Linked DNA regions of Hordeum vulgare: region 2 is linked to region 1. Evidence: chromatin contacts called from public Hi-C data. All regions are on one chromosome and are shown on one strand. Each heading gives the region's core, a stretch centred on a gene start, on an enhancer-like site or on the middle of the called end of the contact. The rest is flanking DNA. Distances are from core to core; before and after follow the strand shown.

Evidence for each region. Hi-C and Micro-C count contacts between places; a contact is called where the count stands out from the background.
Region 2: a contact with region 1 is called in a Hi-C map of leaf, with 2.4 times the contacts expected there. The contact joins the promoter of LOC123451940 here to the promoter of LOC123451938 in region 1. A contact is called at or near these places in 3 of 6 Hi-C or Micro-C datasets (leaf and seedling) and 1 of 1 datasets of contacts at active chromatin or transcription factors (embryo).

What each region holds. Positions count from the first base shown.
Region 1 is chr5H:513,798,607-513,804,479 of MorexV3_pseudomolecules_assembly, reverse strand. LOC123451938 (protein PEROXIN-4) reads left to right here and starts at 1,617. Exons shown (of 6, transcript XM_045128503.1): 1 at 1,617-1,962; 2 at 2,104-2,151; 3 at 4,895-5,014; 4 at 5,100-5,228; 5 at 5,563-5,692. The coding sequence starts at 2,146.
Region 2 is chr5H:513,948,476-513,954,583 of MorexV3_pseudomolecules_assembly, reverse strand. LOC123451940 (probable anion transporter 5, chloroplastic) reads right to left here and starts at 3,051. Exons shown (of 15, transcript XM_045128505.1): 1 at 2,506-3,051; 2 at 1,745-1,890; 3 at 1,059-1,158; 4 at 466-518. The coding sequence starts at 2,883. LOC123451939 (cysteine--tRNA ligase CPS1 homolog, chloroplastic/mitochondrial) reads right to left here. Exons shown (of 8, transcript XM_045128504.1): 8 at 5,504-6,019. The coding sequence ends at 5,780.

The sequences.
Region 1 (5,873 bases), core at 368-2,867:
GTTACATTGCTTGCAAGGCTTGTGTGTGATGTTGTATTACCGAGTGGGCCCCGAGATACCTCTCCGTTCATACGGAGTGACAAATCCCAGTCTTGATCCATACTAACTCCACTAACACCTTCGGAGATACCTGTAGAGCACCTTTATAGTCACCCAGTTACGTTGCGACGTTTGATACACACAAAGCATTCCTCCGGTGTCAGTGAGTTATATGATCTCATGGTCATAGGAATAAATACTTGACACGCAGAAAACAGTAGCAACAAAATGACACGATCAATATGCTACGTCTATTAGTTTGGGTCTAGTCCATCACGTGATTCTCCTAATGACGTGATCCAGTTATCAAGCAACAACACCTTGTTCATAATCAGAAGACACTGACTATCTTTGATCAACTCGCTAGCCAACTAGAGGCTTGCTAGGGACGGTGTTTTGTCTATGTATCCACACATGTAAATGAGTCTTCATTCAATACAATTATAGCATGGATAATAACGATTATCTTGATACAGGAATTATAATAATAACTGTATTTATTATTGCCTCTAGGGCATAATTCCAACACGTTGATCTCACGCGCTTCTCCCCATCCTGAACGGCCCGCGATCTCCTCCCCATCCCGAACGGCTCGTGCGCTGCGCCCCATCATCCGCGCGCCCCTGCCCCCGTCGGCCCTCCCGAATCGCCAGTTCCCGCCACCGTCGACCGTCCGCATCGCCGGATCCAGCTTTCGCCCGTCGTCCTCGTCATCTGCCCTCCGTGACCGGGGCACACGTATACAAGTGTTTACAAAACGTCACTCAAAATTGCTGCAACGGCTATTTAAAAAAGCTTCAACCGTTGATTAAAAAAGCTGCAATCATACATATAAAAAGCTACAAGGCAAATCATACTTTTTCCTCGTTGAAGTTTTTGGTTGAAGCTTTTTTTAACGGTTGAAGCTTTTCTATACACGGTTGAAACTTTTGTGGAGTGACCACGCGAGATGCTGCAGTCGGAGCGGCGTTTGAAACTTTTTTCATACATGGTTGAAGCTTTTTCTGTCAACGTTTGCAACTTTCCCTCGCTGAAGTTTTTGGTTGAAGCTATTTTTCTTAACGGTTGAAGCTTTTTCTACACACGGTTGAAACTTTTTATCCAGCGTTTGCAACATAGGTGGGTGAGATGCGACCGAAACGAGGTGAAGACCGACGGGCTGCATCCATGGTGCTTCGATGGGCGGCCGAGGCGGCGACCGGCGGCGACTGACGGTGAAGGCGACCAGCGGTGAGGAGGTGAGGCAAGGCGGTCGGCGCAGGCGAGGCGGTCGGCGCGTGCTGGGGCGTCGGCGCGGGCGAGGCGCGTGCTGGGACGGCGACGCGTGCGAGGATGACGGGCGGTGGGGGCTCGCGCGACGAGATCTGACGGTTAGGGGGCCCTGATCTGACGGCTGCTGTGCGACCGACGCGAGCCCTCGGACCGGCGCGCCGGCGCCTAGCAATGCCCTTTCCATTTACAACTAAACGTGTTTTTTCGGCCTAAGTGGATCTGATCGGAACTGATGCAGTCAACCAAACATGCTTATGTGCTGCACCGTCCAGACTCTCGTCCTCCTTTTTTTTTTTTTTTGAGAGAGATGATAATTCAGATCCTCATCCTCCTTCCTACCAATCCAACCCACAGCCGAATCCATCCCCAGGCCCCAGCTCGTCGCAGCTCTGACTGAATCCCCCTTCACCACCGGACAGCTGCCGCCGACGCCTCGATCCCTCCCCTCCCCCTCCACCCTCCCCTGACGCCGTCGCCCCCTCCTCGCCGCGACATCGGTCGCTGCCCCCCTGCCGCCTCCGCCCCGTCCGCGATCTCAGGCCGATTGGAGGTACGAGCTTGTTCGATTGCTATCGTCCAGCGATTAGCCAAGCATCCACCGACCTCCACGATTTCTGGGCGCACACGGCACCACACCATCTAGATCCCTAGGTACCAAGGCGTCTAAGATGAGATAAGAATATTCCTGATCATGTCACCGGGGCATCTTTTTTCCGTTCGAGCGCCGGTGTCGTGACGACCCAGCAGGGATTTTTCTAATCCGTGCTCTGTTTTCTTTGTCGCAACTGGCAGGCGCGCTCGTCGATTCAGCCCTCCGGCCATCGAGGAGGAGAGATGCAGGTCAGCCGCTCATCTCTTAACTAGCATCAGTGATTCAAGGCCTAGGGGTGTTCCACGATGGGCAACCTTGTCAGTTCAGCCTAGTGTAAGACCCAAGAGCCAGTGCTCTGTTCTCGACTTGGAATGGGCCTTGGCAGTTTAAGAGTAGCACGGTTTCAGCAAAACCATACCCAAACAACCCTAGTTTCATTTTCTTTTGTCGCCATGGCATGTTTTAGTTTGTACTTACGGGCTCATGTCCCGACAGCAAGCATTCTGCTCGCCGTTTGGCCTGTTATTCTGGCTGCCATATATTGCTGCTGGTTATAGATGTGAACGTTTCCGATGGATGAATGAAGAATGATACAACTTGATTACACTGTTATCAATGTTGGTTGTAAATCTGAGAATAGTTTAGAATCTAGACCAAAACCAACCCAGCCCATAGGACTGTACCTCCAGGATCCAAACCAAACCAGTCCAATCCAAAAAAAATCAGTTATAACACCGACCAAACCAAACCGTATGTTTTTTTCACCCTACTTAATCCAATCCGTTTCGCATTTTTGGATTGAACCTGTTGAAGTGTATATTTGGATTATCTAGCCCTTTCCATAAGATTGGACTTTTGGTTGTGTTGGCTAGTGCATGAAGCTTAACATGGTAAGGTCAGTTCAAGTCATGGCTTTCGTAGTTTATTCAAAAATTGCTGCCGCCCCCTATGTGTCCACGTATAGGCCTCTTGAGCCATACCTCTGAGTCTGTCCACGTGTTGACTTTCCGCGTCACACGTGAGGGGGGGTGTTGAAGACTTGAAGTGTATATGTGGATTGTTTAGCCCTTTTCATAAGTTCGGACTTTTGGTTGCATTGGCTAGTGCATGAAGCTTAGCAGAACCCATGAAGTCAAACCATGGACAAAGCCTTAACATGAAAAGGGCATAAGAAGTTCGCGGTAGGGCAATCCAGACCAAGCCAAATTCTTATCAAATTCCCATTCATGCAAACTTGTATAGTCATCAACATTTCTACCATATGATAATTCTACAGTCCTTTTTAACTAGGCAGCACCGGGTAGACAGTGCCTGCCTCTCGACACAGAAATAACTAGGCAGCGCCCACCTCTTGAAGGATTCTACATAAAAAGCAACACGTGTAAAGCACCAGGAGTTCATGCCACCAGCAGCTCCCTTTTTCCTTGGCGCAGCCTCAGTTCCTATAAAATCAATTTGCAGGCATGAGAGGAAAGATAATTGACAGGCTACAATTTTTTTGGCAAAACAAAAGAAATTGTTAGCAGCACTACAGCCTACAGATAAAGCAGCTACAAAATGAACTATTAAGGTTATGATCTGCAAGAAAGAGATAAAGCAACACTCTACAACCTACATGAGCCTCTACAAGCTATGTTTCTGCAGCCATGTGTTGGCTTTCGAAGGTGGTATCATCAGAATATGTTCAGAAAAGCACATTAGCAAATAATAGGGGATACAAAGTAGTAGGACGAAGCAAAGCATCTTTGGTAGCATATTGTCGATATAAGAAAGTAACAAGTAACAAAGAAAAACTCCATATAGCGGCTCTTTCGATGAGCTCATGATTTTTAGTTATGTTTCTTTGCTGGGAACATTATTATGAATAAAATGCAGCTGTCTTGCAATACTAGTAGTTTAATATCGATCTGTTCAGTAACTGTTATTTTCAGAACAAGTGTGTTGTTCTGCAGACTGGACTTGTAGTTGTGCTGCTGCAGATCATGTTCTGATATTCATAATAAAATTAACAACTAAATTGTTCGGGCATGCCTAGTCAACAACCTATTAATTATATTTGTAACATGCCATAATTAGTGGAACTTGTCCATAGGTACCCAAGATAACACTTCTTATCAGTCGATCGTTTATTTTTCTCCAAAGGACACCCTGGCCAGATTTCATTATCATAGCAATAACAAAATAATAATGTCCCAAGCGTTTGCGCACACACGAAGAAAGAAATAAACTATGCTCGGTGATCAGCCAAAAACTGAACCAACTGTCTTCCCAACCAGAACAGGATAGTCACAAATGGAGTTCCATAAAGCAAGTCTATGAAGAAGAGATTGAACTCACCTAGGTAGTGATGGTGCAGAACTAGAAATACTGCACGCGTCCAGACCTGACCAACCAACTGTTACCAGATTTCACCAACCTCATATGTTCATAAGCAAAATTAAGTTTGAGGGAGGCACTATTATGTAACATTGATAAGAGCTTGGATTCGATCAACAATGCAACTGAAATCTAAAGTCTCCGCATAATAACATGAGGCAGAAGGTGGATGAACAGAGACAGCAAGCAGACTGCCTGACAATGAGGGGGGGGGGGGGGGGGGCAGGGCGCACCTGCCTGACTGTCCAGACCAAACCGAACTCGCCCAATAGTACCCAAAGCCCAAGCCAATCCAAATTATAGTTTTGCACAAGGACCAAACTCAAATTATAGTTTTAGGCCGAACTGTTCCCAAGTTTAGTTGGTGGTGATCACCAGTCGCTTTCTGAGGCAACTTGATTATACCTGTTAGCCTAGCTGGATGGTATTGCCTAATGTCTGAATACAGCTTAAGTAGTCCTATTTAGCAGCTTTTTGGAACAAATTAGTATCGATCTCAACAGCCACAATCAGAACTATTGTGTCCCTGTTTAGCGGATGTTATCTGTTTCCCGTTGCTCTCAGGCAATGATCCTCTCGTCTCTTAAACATTCTGACAATGTCTTCTGTCTATAGGCATCTAGAGCTAGGCTCTTCAAGGAGTACAAGGAGGTGCAGCGAGAAAAGTCAGCCGACCCAGATATCCAATTAATCTGTGATGATTCAAATATATTCAAATGGACTGCTGTAATCAAGGTATCTGCTTCTCTCTCAAGGTGATGCAGGAACAAGCAGTATCAGCTTTGTTACTGATGCCTTTTCTTACTATTTATATTGTTAGGGCCCATCGGAGACACCTTTTGAAGGTGGCGTATTTCAACTTGCATTCTCAATTCCCGAGCAGTATCCTCTACTGCCTCCGCAAGTCCGCTTCATCACCAAAATTTTCCACCCAAATGTTCATTTCAAGGTTACTTCTATTTCTATATGCCTTCTTGAACTACATGCTTATTTTAGGGTTTATGAATTTGTGATTTTTGACCTTGTTGAAAGTAGGTAGAATCCCGATCTTCTTGGTTCCTGTTACTGAAATTTTCCTGCAATAACCTGAATCAGTATTCTATAAACATAGACCCGTTTGATACTATTATTTGATTGGTGTGTACTGTCGAAATTCCCTGCAACACATAAATACACCATGCACCCATTTATGTGAACACAGCAAGCAGTAACCTGTTGCTAGATCCAAAACTATAGGGCAATTTCTGTTTCCTCAGTTTCTCTTCTATTGTTTATGTTTCTAGACTGGTGAAATATGCCTGGATATATTGAAGAATGCATGGAGCCCTGCGTGGACTCTACAATCTGTTTGCAGAGCCATTATTGCGTTGATGGCCCATCCGGAAGCAGACAGCCCACTTAACTGCGACTCAGGTAGCTTCATACCCTACTCATGAATTAGTTTTAATCGAATCACTCTTATTTCCTACTGGTGAGCTGATTGGTGTATATGTTCTCACTGTATATCAAGCTATGACGCATGATAACGTTGTCACCTTTAAGGATTCAGCTCCTTTGTGACATGGTTCTTTGAGTTGCCTCTAGAGTGAGGTGG
Region 2 (6,108 bases), core at 1,802-4,301, 150 kb before region 1:
TTAAGCATAACAAGTAATACATAGTTCTTTTTTCTTCCATAAACGTGTCAACAGAGAAACTACATCATATCCGCACCAATCGCAACTGAACCATTGAGAAAGTTATGCAATATAATCGTCATACAAAATCCAGAATAAGATGTACATCAATCTTTTGTTTATCTTCAATAACAGAATGTGAAATGTATAGCTACAACCTGCGATTTAGCATAGGTAGCTAAAGAAGAATCCATCTAAACATCAAATATCCACAAAAACAATGCCAATAACCTAGTTAGCTACACCGCGAAGAGTGTATAATCACAAGATTCACCATCATGGATACATGGTATTTCTAATAAATATCTCTACAACTACATGAGAACCCTAAAATTCCTGCTTCAAATTTTAGGAAGCAGCCTAAGATTCACATGAAGTAGATGTAAATGGCAGCCTGCTTCCGAGGAAAAGGTATTTTAGGCTTACCGTGCAATTAAATCTGTAGCTGCTGATGGTGAGACTCCTTCTCCAATGCCTACCTAGCATAGCAACAGAGTTAAAATGAATAAATACAAGGATAATATTTAAATAGTACATTATTACTAGGAACACTCCCGCCGTACTGACATGAAAATGTGATAAGGAAACTAGGTATTGCCATCGCATGGGAATGGTCCAAAAACCAAAGTTGACATGTAGGTATTGCAATAATGCAAGGGGTGGTTTATATGGTAAGGTGAAAGGGACATTTAATTGCACCACAACACATTTTTATACATAAATACGATACACCTGCCACCTGGAAATGTGCATATGAAATAATATAGCAATCATCATGTTAACAAAATGTCTTTATAGGAAGCCCAATTTATGCTAACTTATGCTCAGAATACACAGAAACGTTAACCCAAATAATAACAGCCATCACTCTCGGATCAAAGTATGCTTTATAAGGGTGTGTGTTCTTGATACAAAAATGAAACCACTGTATACGATAAAAAAACAAAAAAGAAGATAAGTGTACCGGATCATATGTGAACAACAAGTTTCTAGAGGCTAACTAATGAGTAGAGGTATACCAGAATCCTTGATAGCACAAGTCCTGGCATGAATCCTGCTACAACAGGAATAACAGCTGTGGACAAAGACCACACAAGCACACCGGCCTTAAGCACTGTCCTGCAATTAGCATATGAGAAGAAGAAAATTAATTGTTGCAATACGAAAATAAATTAATGAATTATATGCATTATATGAGAAATATAAGATGGGAAAGAGCATAGGATCAAATTATAAGAGATGGCCTTTAAGTTATGCAAGAAGCGCCTGCTATACAAGTTATATGCTTGTTTCTTAATTCATCTATTGTTGGTTGATGCCTTTGGATTTTTGTGGCTAAGAATTTAATAAAGTCAAACTAAACCGGTAACATAAAAATCTGCAAACAAAAAAGAGGTAAAAAAAACATTATAAAGGCATGTAGAACTGACAAACTGTTTTTTTGAATTTTTCCTTGCCTACAATACTCAGTCTAAAGATTCTTTAGATGATACAGACAGATGGTTTTGGTTAGATAGCATAGGTTAAGAAGAAACAAGCCATCATCACATTTAACTTTTATTTGGGACAATGCAATATCAGAGTCACTAGCAGTCAATATAACTATACCTATGATGCGAAAAATCTATGTGTATGCAAAATCAAAGAAAACCTTGTATTTGTATTTATAAAATGCACAGGAGGCTTTTTGTTACCCCAAACAAACCTTCCACCAATCAATTTTGCCAGCCAGCCCCCAGGTAGTTGACTCAAAGCGTAGCCCCAAAAGAATGATGATTGAACCAGGCCAGCAGTCGATGAGCTCCAACCGTACTGATGTGACATTGGAATAATCGCAACACTCAAGTTAACCTGAAAGGGTAGATTACTTGCATTCAGCAGGAATTCCCGAGGAAACAAAAATTGAACTGCCTAGATAGAGTACTTTGCCAGCGAGCAGACAATTAATGGTGCAGAAACACTTTGGTGGACATCGACAAGGACAAAAAAGACCTGGTCTATGGATGCAGACGAATGCCAGAACAGAGACCGCCCAACTTGACACCATGTTTAGTATGGAATGTATCATTAAGCAAAGTCATAGGAGGACGATTCCAACCGGTAGCCTTGAGCTGAAGTTTCTCACAGTTACGCCCTCTGGGAAAGAGGAAAACTGAAAGAAGACACCACCCCAAGAATCTAAACCTGTTAGGCGGCGGCGGCGCAGATACACGGTGGGTAAACGGCAATCCAATCGCTTGCTTTCATCATAAACAGATCGGCATTAGCATTCGCCCAAATGCTACGCGTGCATTTCCGTAAACACTTTGGCGCAACCTCCCCCCCAATTTTCGTGTGTCTGATTCGAGGCTCACGGCCCAGCGCAGGGCGTGTGTCTGATTAGAGGCTACCGTCCCTACGACTGGATAGAGGCTAATTATTAAGCTTAAGCAATAGTGACAGTAAGAGCGGAGCGGGCGGAAGCACCTTGTCCATGTTGCAGATGACGAAGGCGAGAGAAGTGGCGCCGATGAGCCTGTAGCGCTCCGGCAGCCCCTCCCAGGGCGGCCACCGCAGCTCCAGCGGCCCGGCCACCGCCGTCACCCCCTCCTCCTCCTCTTCAACATCCCCTCCCCCCTTCCTCTCCGCGGCGACCTCCGGGACCACGGAGCGCTTCTCCACGGCGCCCGCGGACCCGCCCCCGCCTTCCCTGGAGGAGAACCGCGTCACGGCCCCGCGGCGCCGGTGCGGGAGGACGGGCAGGCGCGGCGGGAGCACGCGGAGGGCCTGGTGGCGGCGGCGGGGCCCGGCGAGCGGGAGGAGGCAGCGCTCGGGCTGCAGCGCTGAGGAGGCCGCCATCGCCATGGCCGCTTCGCTCGGGAGTCGGGAGCGAGCCGAGCTAGACGTCGTGCTGCAGTGGAGTTTGAAATTTCTCGGCGGAGTTTGGTTTTGGAGAGGAGGAGGGGAGGCGTACACGCGGCGAAGGGGCGGAACGAGCGGCCATGGGCAGCGGAGCAAAGCGTGCCCACTGCTGCGCCTGCGCGGCCGAGAGGGGACGGCGACGAGCGTGTGGCTGGGGTCGCCCCTCACCCACTGACGGGTGGGACCATGCCCCGATACGGGTCACGTGCAAACCCAGACCTAGCCAAACGGGCCGGCCTGGCCCGGCCCACCATAATCGTGCCAGGCACGGCACAACACGCCTGGGCCCGATTATTAGCCGGGCCGTGCCGTACCGGCCCGCCGGCGCAGCCTCCCGGCCCAGACACGCCAGACCCGCTAGCCTGTTAGTTTTTTAATTTTTTTTAGGCTGATTTTGGCCTGTTAGACTGTTTTTGGGCCTATTTTAACATATTGGGCTGTGTTTTGGACCAATTTTGACCTATTAGGTTAATTATATATATATATATATATATAAGTAAAATATAAATAAACGGGCGTGCCGTGCCGGCCCGCGTGCCCAGCCCTCAGGCCCAGGCACGGCCCGAGGCGTGTCGCGTGCCTGGCACAGCCCGTTTTAATCGTATCGGGCCGGCCCGTGTTGTGCCGTCGTGGCGGGTTGGCGGGCCGGCCTGTTTAGCCCGGCCCGTTTGGTCAGGTTTGTGCAAACCGTTGCTACTCTACTTGGCTCCTTGCTACCACGAAACAGAAGATGCACAAAATATTACTTCCTCCGTACTAAAATAAATGTCTTAACTTTATACTAGCTTTATAATAAAATTATACAAAATTTAAGACACTTATTTTGAGACGGAGGGAGTATACGAATAGATAGATAGACTTTCTGGCTTAACTAGCAAATGGGTCCGTGCGTTGCAATGGAAGAAAAAAATACCACACGCTTTTAATCTTTTTATAATCATTTTGATTTATTAAAATAATAAGCTAACTAAATAATGTAGTGAGTCCTATCCTATTTTGTTGAGAAATCAACTCGTCCATTGTTAATTCCACCATGATGAGAAATTGAGCGGGACAAGCAAAGCAAAACAAAGAGGCTACGTGAATTGATCAATGGACTGTTATCTTATTTCACTCATGGGGTAGAGAATGTGGAATCAGATGACAAACTGAAGGTGATGTTCCATTCTCTGTCTCTACAACAATACAATCTTACATTCAATACATTCATTCATCAGCAAACAAATCCTCATAAAACAAAATTTCTTGCCGGTGCTTGGCACACGGTTGGAGGCATGGGGAGGGGATCTCATCAGATGATGAGTTCCTGCCGGAGGAGGGGATACGATGAGGGGAGCAAGGGTTAGGCGCCTCTATTTGGCCATAAGGAGTCGCCGTTGCCGCGCCATAACCTCGGAGTTCCCCTTGCGAGCCATGGAGGCCCGCCTTCACCTGCAAGTACTTCGCTCCGCCGCGCCTTATCCGCGCGCCGCCGCCGTTCTGCACCGAGCACACACATCATCCCCAGTCACTGTAGTTGTCGCGTTGATTTGATCCAGAAGCTGTGCTCGAGAGCCGAAATAGGGACAGCAAGCGGGCAGAGGTACGGCCGCGGAGGCGGGTGGGTTGAGATCGACAATAGTGGTGGTTGAGGTCGGCCGCGACGGCGAGTGGTGTGGCAGCGGCCTGGGCACAGGCCAGGATGGACCAGGGTCGACGCGATGCGCTCGAGTGCCGCAACGGGGGCAGTGAGCGGGGAGAGGTACGACCGCGGAGGCGGGTGGGTTGAGATCGGCAGCGGTGGCGGTTGAGGTCGGCCGCGGCGACGAGTGGTGTGGCGGCGGCCTGGCCACATGCCAGGGTGCCCCACGATCGACGGGAGGAGGCGATGCGTACGGTATAATTTTTGCAGCGAATCGTTTTTTCCTTTTACGTTGCAGATAGATGATGGAGCATGGGTTAAATAACAAAAATTACAGAGGCTTTTTTTTATAAAAATACCGTGGTGGGTTTTCTGACGAAAGTAATAGCCGCTTTATTATTATTAGGTATAGATTTTTTTGTTGCCACATTGCATTGCATGCATCCATCAAAACTCTCTGTGTCTCTCCACATTTCATTCACCACTACTGCAGCTCTGCAAATCATGGACTCGCTCATATTCCCTCGGTAGGAGCTTCAAAGAGATCCTCGATAGTAACATAAAGGGGACTGGTCTGCGCCAGCGCGCCAGCCCAAACTTCCGGCCGACCGCGCGAGAGCCGCAGGATCCATCAATCCCGCACCGTCCGTACCGTTGGATTCGCATGCAACATTTTTCTACCTATTCAACAAAATTTTGATGCGATGCAACATTTTTTTCAACGGTTGCAACAAAAAACAAAATTTGTAGCAGAAAAAATATCTAAGTGATCGTAGCAAAAAAACGAAGTTGATGAAGCGTGATAGCAAAAGTCAAACGTCGGTTGTAGCAAATATTTACGTGACGTGTACGCAACTTTTTTAGTGAACGGCAGCAAAACATGATGTCGGTTGTAACAAAAGTAAAAAGATCGATTGTAACAAAAAATCCGATGAACTGGAGTTGCAACCAAACGTATACGCAGTTTTTTTACTGGGATAAAAAATAATAAAAAACATTTGCAGCAAATATGACGCTTGTTGCAACATATTTAGACAAAAATGTTGCATCCACTGACCAGCGAAGCAGGCGGATGGGAAAAATGTTGCATGGGTCTACGCGCACGAGGGGGCGACCGGGGCGTCGGTTCGGCCGGCGCGCGGATGGGAAACGATTCCCTAACATAAATTGGCGGTGTCTCAAAACCGTCCAAAGACCCAAGCGTGCCGCACCGGAGGTTCATGTACTGCTCTTGCCAGCCACCGGCTGCTCCGAGGACGGCACGGAGGGCCTCCAGGCGGTGCCGTCGGGGCCGTCCATGAGGGCGATGCCGAGGGCTGCCAGCTCGTCCCGGATCTCGTCCGACCGACCGAACTGCTTCGCCTTCCTCGCGGCGGTCCGCTCCTCAATCTTCTGCAGCACCTGCTCCTCGGTGACGCACGCCCTCCGCAGCGCCTTCCCCCTCAGCTGCTGCAGAGCCTGAGAAACAACAGCACAAGGTCGTCGTCTTCGTCGTCAGTGGAGCATCAACACTAGAATGCACAGCGTGGAAAAACATTTATCTTCTT